2 separate regions of the Columba livia genome follow, and region 1 is linked to region 2. A link is a contact called in public Hi-C data. All regions are on one chromosome and are shown on one strand. The core of a region is the stretch at or near the end of the contact, and the rest is flanking DNA. Distances in the headings are between cores, read along the strand shown. Region 1 holds the start of LOC102088141 (myosin light chain kinase, smooth muscle). Region 2 overlaps MYO1D (myosin ID).

Evidence for each region. A called contact is a pair of places that touch in the nucleus more often than the background predicts.
Region 1: a contact with region 2 is called in a Hi-C map of liver, with 3 times the contacts expected there. The contact joins the promoter of LOC102088141 here to the enhancer-like site in region 2. A contact is called at or near these places in 2 of 2 Hi-C or Micro-C datasets (crop and liver).

What each region holds. Positions count from the first base shown.
Region 1 is chr23:4,504,118-4,510,752 of bColLiv1.pat.W.v2, reverse strand. It overlaps LOC102088141 (myosin light chain kinase, smooth muscle), which reads left to right and starts at 5,185. Exons shown (of 11, transcript XM_065039829.1): 1 at 5,185-5,480; 2 at 6,308-6,388.
Region 2 is chr23:4,381,231-4,387,254 of bColLiv1.pat.W.v2, reverse strand. It overlaps MYO1D (myosin ID), which reads left to right. Exons shown (of 23, transcript XR_010467796.1): 2 at 144-352; 3 at 2,071-2,164; 4 at 2,858-3,023; 5 at 4,398-4,451; 6 at 5,293-5,388. Among named protein-coding and RNA genes, the nearest start is that of MYO1D, 39 kb to the left of the region's middle. Within about 2 kb of position 4,199, at least 1 of the 3 cell types and tissues checked has an H3K27ac peak away from gene starts, as active enhancers do.

The DNA.
Region 1 (6,635 bases), core at 3,936-6,435, 120 kb before region 2:
CTGATTAGTTTCTTCTATTAATGACTAAAATACAAGCCAAGCGCTCTGCTGAGCAGTGTATCACTCAGTCTTCCGTCTGTCGTCATGCGGAAGCATCTAAAACTTGAAAAATATCCCTTCAGTTTGCAGGTGGTAAGAAAGACTCGACCATGTCCATTTGCTAATGGAGGGTACGTCTTTTGTAACTGAAGTGTTACGGTAATTTAGCAGCTTCTCTTTATGGGAACGAGCTGAGGTGATGATTCTCACCCCAAATTCCTCTCTGCCCATTCCCAGCTCCCAGGGCGACTCTGAGCTCCATCTCGGACCCCAAGGACAGTGTGGACTCCAAGAGCAAAGTCCACAAAGAGCTTTTTCAAGTGTCTCCCTTGGATCTTGTCCCAAACTTGCAGTCTTGCCCCTGGCAATGGTGACTGCTCGGTGGCTAAGCCGTGGATGTTACAGACAGAACCACAGAATCCCAGAGTGTCAGGGGTTGAAGGGCCCTGGGAAGCTCATCCAGTGCAATCCCCCCATGGAGCAGGAACACCCAGATGAGGTTACACAGGAAGGTGTCCAGGCGGGTTGGAATGTCTGCACAGAAGGAGACTCCACAACCCCCTGGGCAGCCTGGGCCAGGCTCTGCCACCCTCACCAGGAACAAGTTGCTTCTCATCTTTCAGTGGAACCTCCTGTGTTCCAGTTTGCACCCATTGCCCCTTGTCCTGTCACTGGTTGTCACCAGAAGAGCCTGGCTCCATCCTCCTGACACTCCCCCTTTCCATATTGATCCCCAGGAATGAGTCCCCCCTCAGTCTCCTCTTGTCCAGCTCCAGAGCCCCAGCTCCCTCAGCCTTTCCTCACACGGGAGATGCTCCACTCCCTCCAGCATCTTGGTGGCTGCGCTGGACTCTCTCCAGCAGTTCCCTGTCCTGCTGGAACTGAGGGGCCACAGCTGGACACAAGATTCCAGGTGTGGTCTCCCCAGGGCAGAGCAGAGGGGCAGGAGAACCTCTCTGACCTACTGACCACCCCCTTCTAACCCACCCCAGGTCCCATTGGCTTCCTGGCCACAAGGGCCCAGTGCTGGCTCATGGTCACCCTGCTGTCCCCAGGACCCCCAGGTCCCTTTCCCCTACACTGCTCTCTAACAGGTCATTCCCCAACTTAGACTGGAACACACAGGGCGATGTGGGGGAATAATGTGTATTTTGGGGATCAGGATGCATAAAAGGCAAAACAAAAGCAATACATTTTGCATAAAGCTGAAAAAACAGGCTCTCCATATGAAGGTAGATGTTTTGGTTTATCCTTTCTCAGTGGGCCCAGGTCGTGTCCTGGTGCAATTTCGGGAGGAACGATGCAGGAATCAGCCTGTGCAGCTGCTTGAAGTTTTTTAAATCCAATTCTGCTGTTAGAAAAATAAAAAAAGGTTGTTTTTCCTGGGCTGGTAAACCTCAAAATCAGACCCCCCACCCCACTATGTTTATGGGTTTAATGGGTGGGGGTTAATTGTGCTGAACATTTTCTATCTGTAGGGTTGGTGCTGGAGATCCCTGGCTGTTCCTGCAGAAAGGGGATGGGGAGGTGTAAAATGGGCCAGATCTTGGGATCTGGGCAGGAAGGAGGGGGACAAATCCACCTCTGTGCTCCGTCTGTCCCAGTACAATTTGGGGGGCAGTGGGGGACAGAAACCCCCTTTGCAGAGACCCGGGGGGGCCGGTGACATCAGTGCCACATCCACAGCGGGGGAGATGTTGAGGTGTTCACAGGGGACATGGTTGTTGCTCCTCACACCCCGAGTTCACGGGGAGCTCCTGGTGCCCACACACCCCTACAAAACACAGGATCCCCAATTTGGGGGGTTTTCTGTGTCAGGAGCGAGGTCTCGGTAGCTGTGACATTGGCAACTCGAGGAGCAGACAGTCCCCAATGGGCGCAAGGGGTTTTGCCTCCCCGCGTGTCCCGTTTCCCACAGTTTTGTGCTTTCAGAGGCTCAGAGCCCGACCACAGCCCTGGGTGTCCTCATAGCGGGACCCCAACATCCACAACCGAGCTCCAGGTGGGGACATGGAGGCGTTTGCAGGAGCAAGGGAGCAGCCTGACATGCTGATAACACACACCTCGCTGGCCGCTGGACTTATCTCCCAGCCCGGAGCCGTCCCAGCACAACCGAGCCACACACATGTGCCGAATCATCCAGCGCCCGGCCCCGTCTACCTCGTACATGACACAGCAGGAGCAACAGCAAGGTTGCCGTTATTTATTGCCAATGTGCCATTATTTTTTGGCCCTAGCGGCCCGCAGGGTGGCTGGACGATCTGAAGGCAAAACCCCACTGCCCCTGCTGCTCTGCGGTCCCGTCCCGAGCGGCTCCGCGGTCCCCGGGCTGGGGGGCTCAGGTCCCGGCGGTGCCGTGGTCGAGGGTGGACGGGGAAGCTGGAGGATCTGGCAGAAACCCCGCGCAGGGCTGATCCCCACATTGCCGGTGCTGGGGGTTTTTGTGTCTTAGCCCCTCCATACCCGGGGTGTTTGGTTGAGCAATCTGGGAGCAGCCACTGACCCATCTGCCACCCATGGGTCGTCCCGCCCTTCATGGCACCCAACAGTCTGGGTGCTGTGTCCCTTTCCACACCTCTCAGGAACATTTTGGGGACACCAGCTGTCACTTTACAACCCTCGTCTTGCAGAACTGGCCTCCCGCAGGCCGGCAGACTGGGCTGGGTTTGCCCCCAGGCTTTGCAGGAACCAGTAGTACTCCAGGCTGGGTTTAAACCCATGACATAGCGGGGGTGCCTCCTTCCAGAGCAATTTTGGGGCTGGATTTGCAGTCGGAGGGGGGTTTTCACACCGTAGCCGCAGGATCGCGCTGCTGCGGGTGAAGCAGAGCGGCAGCCGGGCTGGATGGGGCAGGGAGCTGCGTGTTGGGACGGGCCGGAGCTTGAGCAAAACTCCGAGTGCTGGGGCAGAGGAGGAGCCAGGGGAGCCCAGCGCTGGCAAACAGCCCCCAGCCCAGCTCCCACACCTGCCTGTCCCGGCATTGCTGCAGGTCAATGGGCACTGTGGGCAGCACTGGGGTTGGGAGCGGGTGGCATGGCCGGGACACACAGCCCTGCCCTAGAGTCATAGAATAGAATCACAGAAGCATTTTGGTTGGAAGACACCCTCAGGATCATCAAGTTCATCCATAACCCAACTCCAGCACTAACCCATATCACTAAGAACCTCGTCTAAACGTCTTTTAAACCCCTCCAGGGATGGTGACTCCAGCACTGCCCTGGGCAGCCTGTTCCAATGCCCCACAGCCCTTTGGGGAAGAAATTGTTCCCACATCCAACCTCAACCTCCCCTGGCGCAACTTGAGGCCGTTTCCTCTGCTCCTGGCGCTTGTTCCTGGGGAGCAGAGCCCGACCCCCCTGGCTCCAAGCTCCTTTCAGGCAGTTCAGAGATCAGAAGGTCTCCCCTCAGCTCCTGTTCTCCAGCTGAACCCCCCAGGTCCCTCAGCCGCTCCATCACACTTGTGCTCCAGCCCCTCACCAGCTCCGTTCCCTTCTCTGCACTCTCTCCACTATTTCAATGTCCTTCTCATGATGAAGGGCCCACCTGCCTGCACATCTGCCTGCACATCTGCCTGCACGCTGCTGTTGGGAACCCTTGGCTGCCCGCACATCACCCGGTGCTGTCCCCAGGGCACCAGAAGGCCCAGCCTGTCACCCGCTGTCACCTGAGACAGTTTGCTTTGCTCTGTCTTTCTCTTCAGGCCGAAGCTGATGTGACACGTCCCCCAGCACCGGCACAGCTTTCACACCCACGGCCACCCAGCGCCCGGCTCCCAGCATCCATCATCCCAGCATCCATCCCAGTGCCCAGCACTCATCTCTCCAGCACCTGAGCACCCAGCATCCACCTCCCAGCACCTCAGTGCCCAACACCTGACTCCCAGCATCCATATCCCAGTTTCCCTATCTCCCAGCATCCAGCACCCAGCATCCATCACCCAGCACCCCAGCTCCCAGCATCCCAGCACCCATCTGCCAGTACCCCACCGTCCAGCACCCATTTCCCCGTCCCCCAGCACCCATCTCCCAGCACTCATCTCCCCAGTACCCGTCTCCCAGTTCCCATCTCACAGTACGAACTGCTCCCCTCCGTCCTGAACACAAGGGGGCGACAGAGTCGGACTCCCGCGCCACGGCCTGGCCCCGCCTACTGTCGGGTATGGCCCCGCCCACCGCAGCATACACACATCTGGCCCCGCCCACTGCCCGCTATGACCCCGCCCATCTCGTTGCGCAACGGTCTTGCCCCCGCTCCCGCTCTTAGCCCCGCCCCCGGCGCTTGCGCACCGGCCCCGCCCACAGGCGACACAGCCCGTGCGTGGCCCCGTCCCACGGGTCACCTCGGTCGGGTCACCTGGGGCCCACACGTGTCCCCCGAGTCTCCATATGTCCCCACGTGTCCCCATGTCCTCTGGGCTTCCCTGCCTGTCCCCAGGTCCCTCGGGTGTCCCCATGACCTCTGAGTGTCCCCTGGTCCTCTGGGTGTCCCCACATGTCCCCGGGTCCCCACTGCATCTCCTGAGTCTGCCCCATGTCCCCTGAGTGCCCGGGTGCAGCCCATGGTGGTGGCGTGTCGCTGCCGAGGTGTCACCATGGCATCCCCAGGGACTCCAGGCTGGTGTCACCGGGCTGCCCCCGTGTGAGTCTCCACCTCGGCTGGTGCCAGAGGGTGGGACAGGGATAGGACAGGGATGGGACAGGGATGGGCAGCAGCTCCCGAGGGATCCGCCCTCCGGCCGAGCGCTGGATCCCGCTGTGTCCCCGCGGGGACAGCAGGTGCTGCCACCCCCGCACTGGTCCCCCGATGCTCCAGGTCATTTTTCCCCTCCTGCCCTTTTTTTGCTCATTTTTACTGCTCGTCACCAGCATGAGCATCAGGCCAACGCTGACACCGAGTGGCTCCTGGGACCCCCCCGCACACTGGGGACAAATCCAGCCCTCCCCCTGCACTGTGACCAGCCCGGTGTCACCCACATGTCCCCATCCTGCCCCAGCGAGGAGCCCAAGTGGGGTCAGGAGCCACAGCCGGCGATGCCGCCATCGCCCAGGCCAGGTCTGCGTCCCCCTCCGCGGGCAGGATGTGACCAGCCATCCCCCATCGTCACCCAGCCTGTCCCCTCCCAGCCCATCGCCGTGTCCTACTCCTGTCACCAACGTCCCCAGCAGTCGATATCCCAGCGGGCCGAGCCGAGCGCGCTGCCGGCATCACCGCGCCGGGAGCACCCGCTGCATCCCTGACCCGCGGAGACCCCCGGCTGGGGGCAAGGACACGGGGACAGTGGTGGTGGCCCTGCCACCGCCCCAGCTCTGGGGACGCTTGTCCTGACACCCTGCCGGCGGCTGTGGACTTTGTGCCGAGCGCAGGAGCGGCGGTGACAGTGACATGTCTGCCAGTGCTGGCAGAGCCCCAGATCACCCGTGAGACCCAGCTCCGCACAGCAGGTAACACCAGGGTGACAGCCCCTCTGCTCGGGGGGGCCGTGATGTGGGGATCCCCAGGGAGGATGGGTCCCCCTATGGTGTCACTGCCCCATCTGCGGATCTGGAGGCAGCTCCAGGGGGGAATCACGGCATTTTAAAGCAGGGGAAACTGAGGCACGGCAGTGTAGCCACTGCCAGGGCGACCGCGCAGTCCCGCTTTTGGGGGAGAAATGCTGGAAAACCCCATTTTTGTTCCAAAAACTCCTCCAAACTTGGTGGAGTTTTGCTACAACCTGCTCCGCTGAGCCAAGCTCACCTGGGGAAGCCCAAAGCCCAGGACGGGTTTTGGGGAGAGCGATGGCTCTGGTGGGATATTGGCTGCAGGTGGAGCTGGGGGGAGCAGGTGTGGGTGCTCAGCCCCTCTGTGGGAACCCACCCATGGGTGGGGCGGGGGAGGGATGTGCCTGGGGATGGGATTTATCTCCCAAGAAGGCTCAAAATCTGGATTTGTCCTGGGACGGCTGAGCTCTCTGCTGCGTATTGAGGTGTGTCAGGTCTCTGCAGCCCCCTCATGGGATTTTTCTGGCTGAGCCCCTGTGTGGTGCCAAATGGCGTGTTGGGGGGTTTGGGACCGTGATGCTGGACCTGGTTTGGGGAGGGATGTGATGATGTTGGTGGTTGTTTACCCCTCAAGTCCGGAAACTCCGCTGGGAAGGAAAGGGAGGGGAGAGCCAGGGCTGTTCCCAGCACCGCAGGGGGGGGATGCTCCCGGTTGTGCCCCGAGGTGTCTCCATCTGTGTGTTTCTGGTGGTCCTGGACCGCCAGCATCGCCCCTTCCTCCCCCCCAGCTCTGTGGTGGCTCCGCAGTGACCAGGAGGGATCAGGGACCTGCTGGTGGCCTGGGGCAGGGCAGGACAGAACGGTGACAGGTCAGTGCTGTGGCTGTTGGGGTTTGGGTGCTGCTGCCCAGCACCCTTGGGTGTCATCACTGTATCCTTTGCATAGATGAAGCGGGGGGGGGATGTGCATAAGGAAACAGGTCCTTTGCCCTTGAAATGTGCCTTTTCCTGGGGATTTCCTGGCTGATGCAAGACGGGGCCTGAGAAAAACAGCAGCTTTGAGCCCAAGTTGCTGCTGACAAGCGGTTTCCCCGCCTGGGGAGAAGGGACCTGCTTT
Region 2 (6,024 bases), core at 2,950-5,449:
ATCATAATGATTTATCATAATGTTTCAGTGCGATGATGGATTGAAGAGTTCACCTGGTGAAATGGGCGGCTCGCTTGGAAAACACATTCTGGAGCTCTACATTTGCCTAATGTCCTTTCTCCCTTTCATCTCATCCCGGGCAGGTTTGAAAAAGGCCGGATTTATACGTTTATCGGGGAAGTGGTGGTTTCCATGAACCCTTATAAAAACTTGAACATCTACGGGCGGGACATGATTGAGCAGTACAAGGGCAGAGAGCTGTACGAGAGGCCTCCCCACCTCTTCGCCATCGCTGACGCCGCCTACAAAGCCATGAAGAGGAGATCGAAAGACACCTGCATCGTGATATCGGGTAAGCTCAAGGAGATTTGCGTTGTGATGAACGCTTCTCTATGAAATTCTGGGCTGAAGAACAAGAATGATTTGACTAATGACAGCATTTTAGAAAACTGATATAAAGCTGTGGTGCTGGAAATACAGTCTTCCCAGTTTAACAAAGCAACAGGTAAGTAGGTCTCAGTAGGATTTTACCTACCAGCCTCTGAAACACAGTTGGAAAAGTGTTGCCTGTGTTCATAGTTGAGACAAGCTCAGAGAAAGGCCTGATGCAAATGGTACATTTGTCGTCTGCGACTTCAGATGATTGTGTTTCGAGCTTGGAAATGTTTGCTCTCAGAATTTGCCTTTGAATCCGTGCGTGGAGACCTTAACAATTATTTCTCGGCTGATTCAAGAACTGGTGTCAGTCGGCAGCTTAATCTGCGCACACAAAGTGATAACTTGGACGTGAGTCCTGGAGCTCAGGGAGAACAGAACTGCTGATTTCTGTCCCTTTGATGCCCGCCTGATGTTTAGTTCTCTGTTTTGATGCCGGCCTGATCGCTTGTGGTGGCTCTAACAGCGGCAGTGGCGCTTGTACCATGAGCTCTCGCTATCTGGATCCTGGCACTTGGTTCCCTTGATGTCCCCGTGGTTCAGCAGCTCTGAAAAGCGAGAGCCCCGCGCTGGGGTGTTGAACAGAAGCCCCTTGTGCGGCGGTTCCCGGCGCTGCAGGCCAGTGTTTCTGCTCAAACAATGTTCCTTTTGATGCTGGGGGTGCCAGGCCCGTCACCGACCTGCGGAATCCAGTGTCGGAACCGCCTCAGAGTCAGCACAGCGGCAACGAGCAGCAGGGTTGTGGCTGTTTGGAAAAGGGTCCGAGTGCACACAAATCAGATTGTTTAAAAAAACCCAAACCAACAAAACAACAACAGAACCAACCAACCAACCAAAAAACCCCCCAAAACCAACAAACCCCTACTACCAACCAAAAATACACAGAATAACAGAATGTCAGGGGTTGGAAGGGACCTGGAAAGCTCATCCAGTGCAATCCCCCCATGGAGCAGGAACACCCAGATGAGGTTACACAGGAAGGTGTCCAGGCGGGTTGGAATGTCTGCACAGAAGGAGACTCCACAACCCCCTGGGCAGCCTGGGCCAGGCTCTGCCACCCTCACCGGGAACAAGTTGCTTCTCATCTTTCAGTGGAACCTCCTGTGTTCCAGTTTGCACCCATTGCCCCTTGTCCTGTCACTGGTTGTCACCAGAAGAGCCTGGCTCCATCCTCCTGACACTCCCCCTTTCCATATTGATCCCCAGGAATGAGTCCCCCCTCAGTCTCCTCTTGTCCAGCTCCAGAGCCCCAGCTCCCTCAGCCTTTCCTCACACGGGAGATGCTCCACTCCCTCCAGCATCTTGGTGGCTGCGCTGGACTCTCTCCAGCAGTTCCCTGTCCTGCTGGAACTGAGGGGCCACAACTGGACACAAGATTCCACAAAAAACCACAAACAAACAATGAAAAAACCCACAACCAACCAAAAAACTAAAACCAACCAACCAAAAAAACCAAAAATTCCCACAACCCAAACCAACCAACCAAACCCCAACACACACAAAACCAACAACAAAACCCCCCAAACTGAACAACGCAAAACCCAAACGCCCTCAGGGTGAAATGAAGAGACACCGTGCAGTGATTTGCTTTGGGTTCTTTTGGACGTTGTGTCCCGTTTGTGTCTGTGTCCTCAGGTGAGAGCGGGGCTGGGAAAACCGAGGCCAGTAAATACATCATGCAGTACATCGCGGCCATCACCAACCCGGGGCAGCGCGCCGAGGTGGAGAGGTGAGAAAACACCTACATATAGCACCGGATTCTTACATCTACTAATTACACGCTGATTTTCCCAACCATTTTTACCAGATTTTTACCAGACTTCTTCAGCTAAGACTGTTTTACTCTGGGAATTTTACAATATTGATTGCTAAGGTCACATAAAAAATATATTTGGAAAGTTCAGATGTTCCGAATACAAACAGTCTCTAGAAATGGCGTTTCCTGGGGCAGATTTGCTGCAATAGGTTGATGTTAGAAGAGCATCTTGAGTGTATTCCATGGCCTTTCAGGCTCGTGTGCTCCCATGTTGCAAAATGGGCTTGTCGACCTTAGGGTAAAAGGCTTTGAGCAAAGAACAGGCTTAGTACCTACCCCGACAAAAGCGTTGAAAATGACTTTAAAAGACTTTGAGAAATCGATTTTTAAATCTCACGCATGTAAAGAAACTGAATTTTTGATGCTATTTTCAGTGGGGAGATCTGGCCTTTGGTTCCCATTGACTTGGCTCTAAGGAACACAGCGGGAGATTCGCAGCTGATTTCCCGTGGGATCGCTGATGTCAAACACGTCCACCCAAATATCTCATCAAAGAGCCTCTCTGCTGTTACTAAATTCTCTAGAAAAGCCTGAAAATGAAAAAGCATCGTTAATTTGAGTCTGCAAGTCTGGACTTACCCCGTTCTCCTTCCGCTTGTGCTGCAGAGTGAAGAACATCCTCCTGAAATCCAACTGCGTGCTGGAGGCCTTTGGCAACGCCAAAACAAACCGCAACGACAATTCCAGCAGGTTCGGAAAATACATGGACATCAACTTTGACTTTAAAGGAGACCCGATCGGCGGGCACATCAATAATTACCTCCTAGAAAAGGTAAGTCACGCCGCTTTTAGACTTGGAGGCTTTGGTGTCGTTATTTTTATAAGATGGGCTTTGCCAATAGAAAATGTTCATTTTTAATGTTGTCTGTTGTGTTGTATACGAGGGCACGGAGTCTTATTTAAATCCAGGGCGTTATTTCTTCTCTAAGAGTTACTATAAGTAACTGAAACGCTGGAGGTTTCACACCAAGGGACAAAAGCTTTTGTGCATATAGGTGTATGGACTTTGTATCTGGAATAAAAGCTGAGATTAATTTAATATCTGCAAAACTCCTTTCTAAGTTCCCGCATTGCTGGATAAAGAAGATATTTAGGTCCGTAAGTAGCAACGATGTGCTTGAGAAGTGCGAATCTGGAATAAAGCCACAGCCCCGTATTTTCTTTTAGTAACTTGGGGTTTATTTATTCCAAGTGTTCCTGCGTGTATTTTTCTTTCACATCATTAAGTGCTGCGAGAAAATGTTGGAATATGTCAAACTCTATAGAGAAACTGGGCTTACCTATTGACAGTTCTCATGTGTGGACGCATCTGGCTTCAATTTATCTATTTGACCACATCTGCTAAGGTGCCTTTTTCTGTGTGTTTTTTCCTTTCCCGTTGTTTCCCTGGAGTCTATTTGCAGACTAAACACTTTATTTTATAAAAACCAAACCAAACAACGAACCCAAACACTGAACATGTGATACTTCCACGCGCAGGAGTGGGGCCGCAGCTGCCCTGACTTAAACCCTCATGTATTTCATATTCTTGACTTCCATCCAGTTACATTTCTTTCCATTTCTGGTCCGAACACAATGAATTTGTGCAGCAGGAACACATGCCTTGTAGCTCCCCGGAGTTCAAACTTACAGCATAAAACAAGGATCTGTTGCTTGTTGACTGAATTTCTGCTGCATTTAACGTTTTGTTTTGGGGTTTTACGCTGCTTGGGAATGAACGTTCTGAAGTTGGAGATGTCACTTGCTCCCTAAACCAGAGCAGAGCTGTCGCTTGTGTGGTCACTGCGTTCTGTTTGCCAGCCTGTCTTGGGCTTGGAGAAGTGGGGTTTTCCTTCCATTTTATTAAATAACTCTTCACCTAAATGATATTTAATTTGACTCTTCCATGAAAGCCATTCTGTGGTTACCCCCGAGGGTTCCAGGTTGGAGCAGGATGTTGTAGCTGGTACCCAAGCTGGTCTTTTTGATTCTAAACTTCAAACTCCACGGTCATGCCTCACAAATATTGTTCCTAACAGACTTATTACAAGATCGGCCAAGTCTGGGGGTGTCCTGGCCATGGTGACCCCACGCATGGCCATCTAAAGGTTGGATAACAGGCTGTCCACATCCACTAACACCCACCTTGTGTTTTCTTCCCTTCCAGTCCCGTGTGATTGTGCAGCAGCCTGGAGAACGCAGCTTTCATTCTTTTTACCAGGTTTGTATTCCTTTGCTGCAACAAATGACTATTTAACAGTTTCCCAGACACAACAGGCAAAACATTTCAAGCTTTCACCCTTTTGGGTGTTTCACAAAGAGTTCTCTTGCTGTTGCGTCTTGGGTGATCTTACGTCCTCTAGTTCTTTGCATGAGAAGATTTATTTTTGTCTATCCTCCAGTCCCATATTAACACATTTGTAAACTTAAAAGGAGGCTAACTAAACAAACATGGTAGAACATTGGACTTTGACTCACTGTTTTATTTGTAATAAGTCTAATCCCTCTATTTTCTCTGGAGGCCTTTAGTCCATATGGAAGTAATTTATGACACCAAGTTGACTTGAATTTTTTGCTTTGGGTTCTTTTTAATGTCTTCCACATTGTACGGGGGTTCCCCTGTGCGTCCTTCGGGGGAAACATCGGCCTGTTAGTATAACCTTTATTCTCGGTTTCGCACTGAGGGGAGCGGACGTTGGTTTATTGATTTCCCGCTCGCCCGGCGCTCAGGCCGGTACGTTAACACCTTTCTCGGGAACGTGGCGTTTCCGTGTCGGGAAGTCCTTGCCAAGAGCCATCTGTGACATGTCACAGCTGGAAACAGCTGAAAAGCCCCTCAAGACCATCAAATCCAACCATAACCCACCCAGGCACTGCCCCATGTCCCTGAGAACCGCATCTCTGATCTGTTCAACCCCTCGTGACTCCAGCTACTGCAGCTGATTCTTCTATAGCAGCAATTTCACGGGTTTTATCATTTTGCTTGTCGAGCAGATGAGTAAGAAAGACAAAAAGGAAGGACTTGTTTTTATTCACCCTTTCTTACAATGCTCTTTGTGCAGCTCCTGCAGGGCGGTTCTGACCAGATGTTACGTTCTCTGCACCTTCAGAAGGACGCGTCTGCCTACAACTACATCTGTCCTGGGGCGCAGCTAAAGGTGAGGGTGCGCTCAGCGACTCTGAGGTAACTTGTCTTAAAATCATAAATGCTTCTTGAAATACTTAAAGCACTGCCGAGCTAGTAAAAGCTGAGACCAATATTTACGGTGTGAGTATGGAAACGTGACACCATTATGCTGTTTTTAATGGAGTCTCTGCCTCCGGAAGACAGGCTGGTGTGTACTTGCGTGTGCTACGCTTGTGTCTGTGTGCAGAAAGCAAACGGAGCAGGAGAGACACCACCTCTGGTAGTAAATGCATTCACAGATATTTGACCTGTTACCAGTGTCAGACTCTTCACGCTTCGTAATGGGTAAATTAAGCTGCTTTCTGGACCAAAAAGCCAGAAGGACTCTTTTTTTTTGCAGCAGGAGCATTGAAATGACTGTGGCATTCATTCTGTGTATCTGCCCTCTCTTGGGGGACCTCTGAGCAGGAAAGAAGGGAACAAACCCAAAAGTTTTTAGGACAACAGGATCCTGAACACTTTACGTCCATCTGGAGTTGTCCGTAGCATTGTCCAGACAACAGGCTCCCTGATTTCCTGATGGCTTTCTTGAGCTAGATGCTCTTTGGCAAACAAACCCACAGACCTTCTGTCACGGTCCATTCAGTGATGGACTCGTGATGGTTCT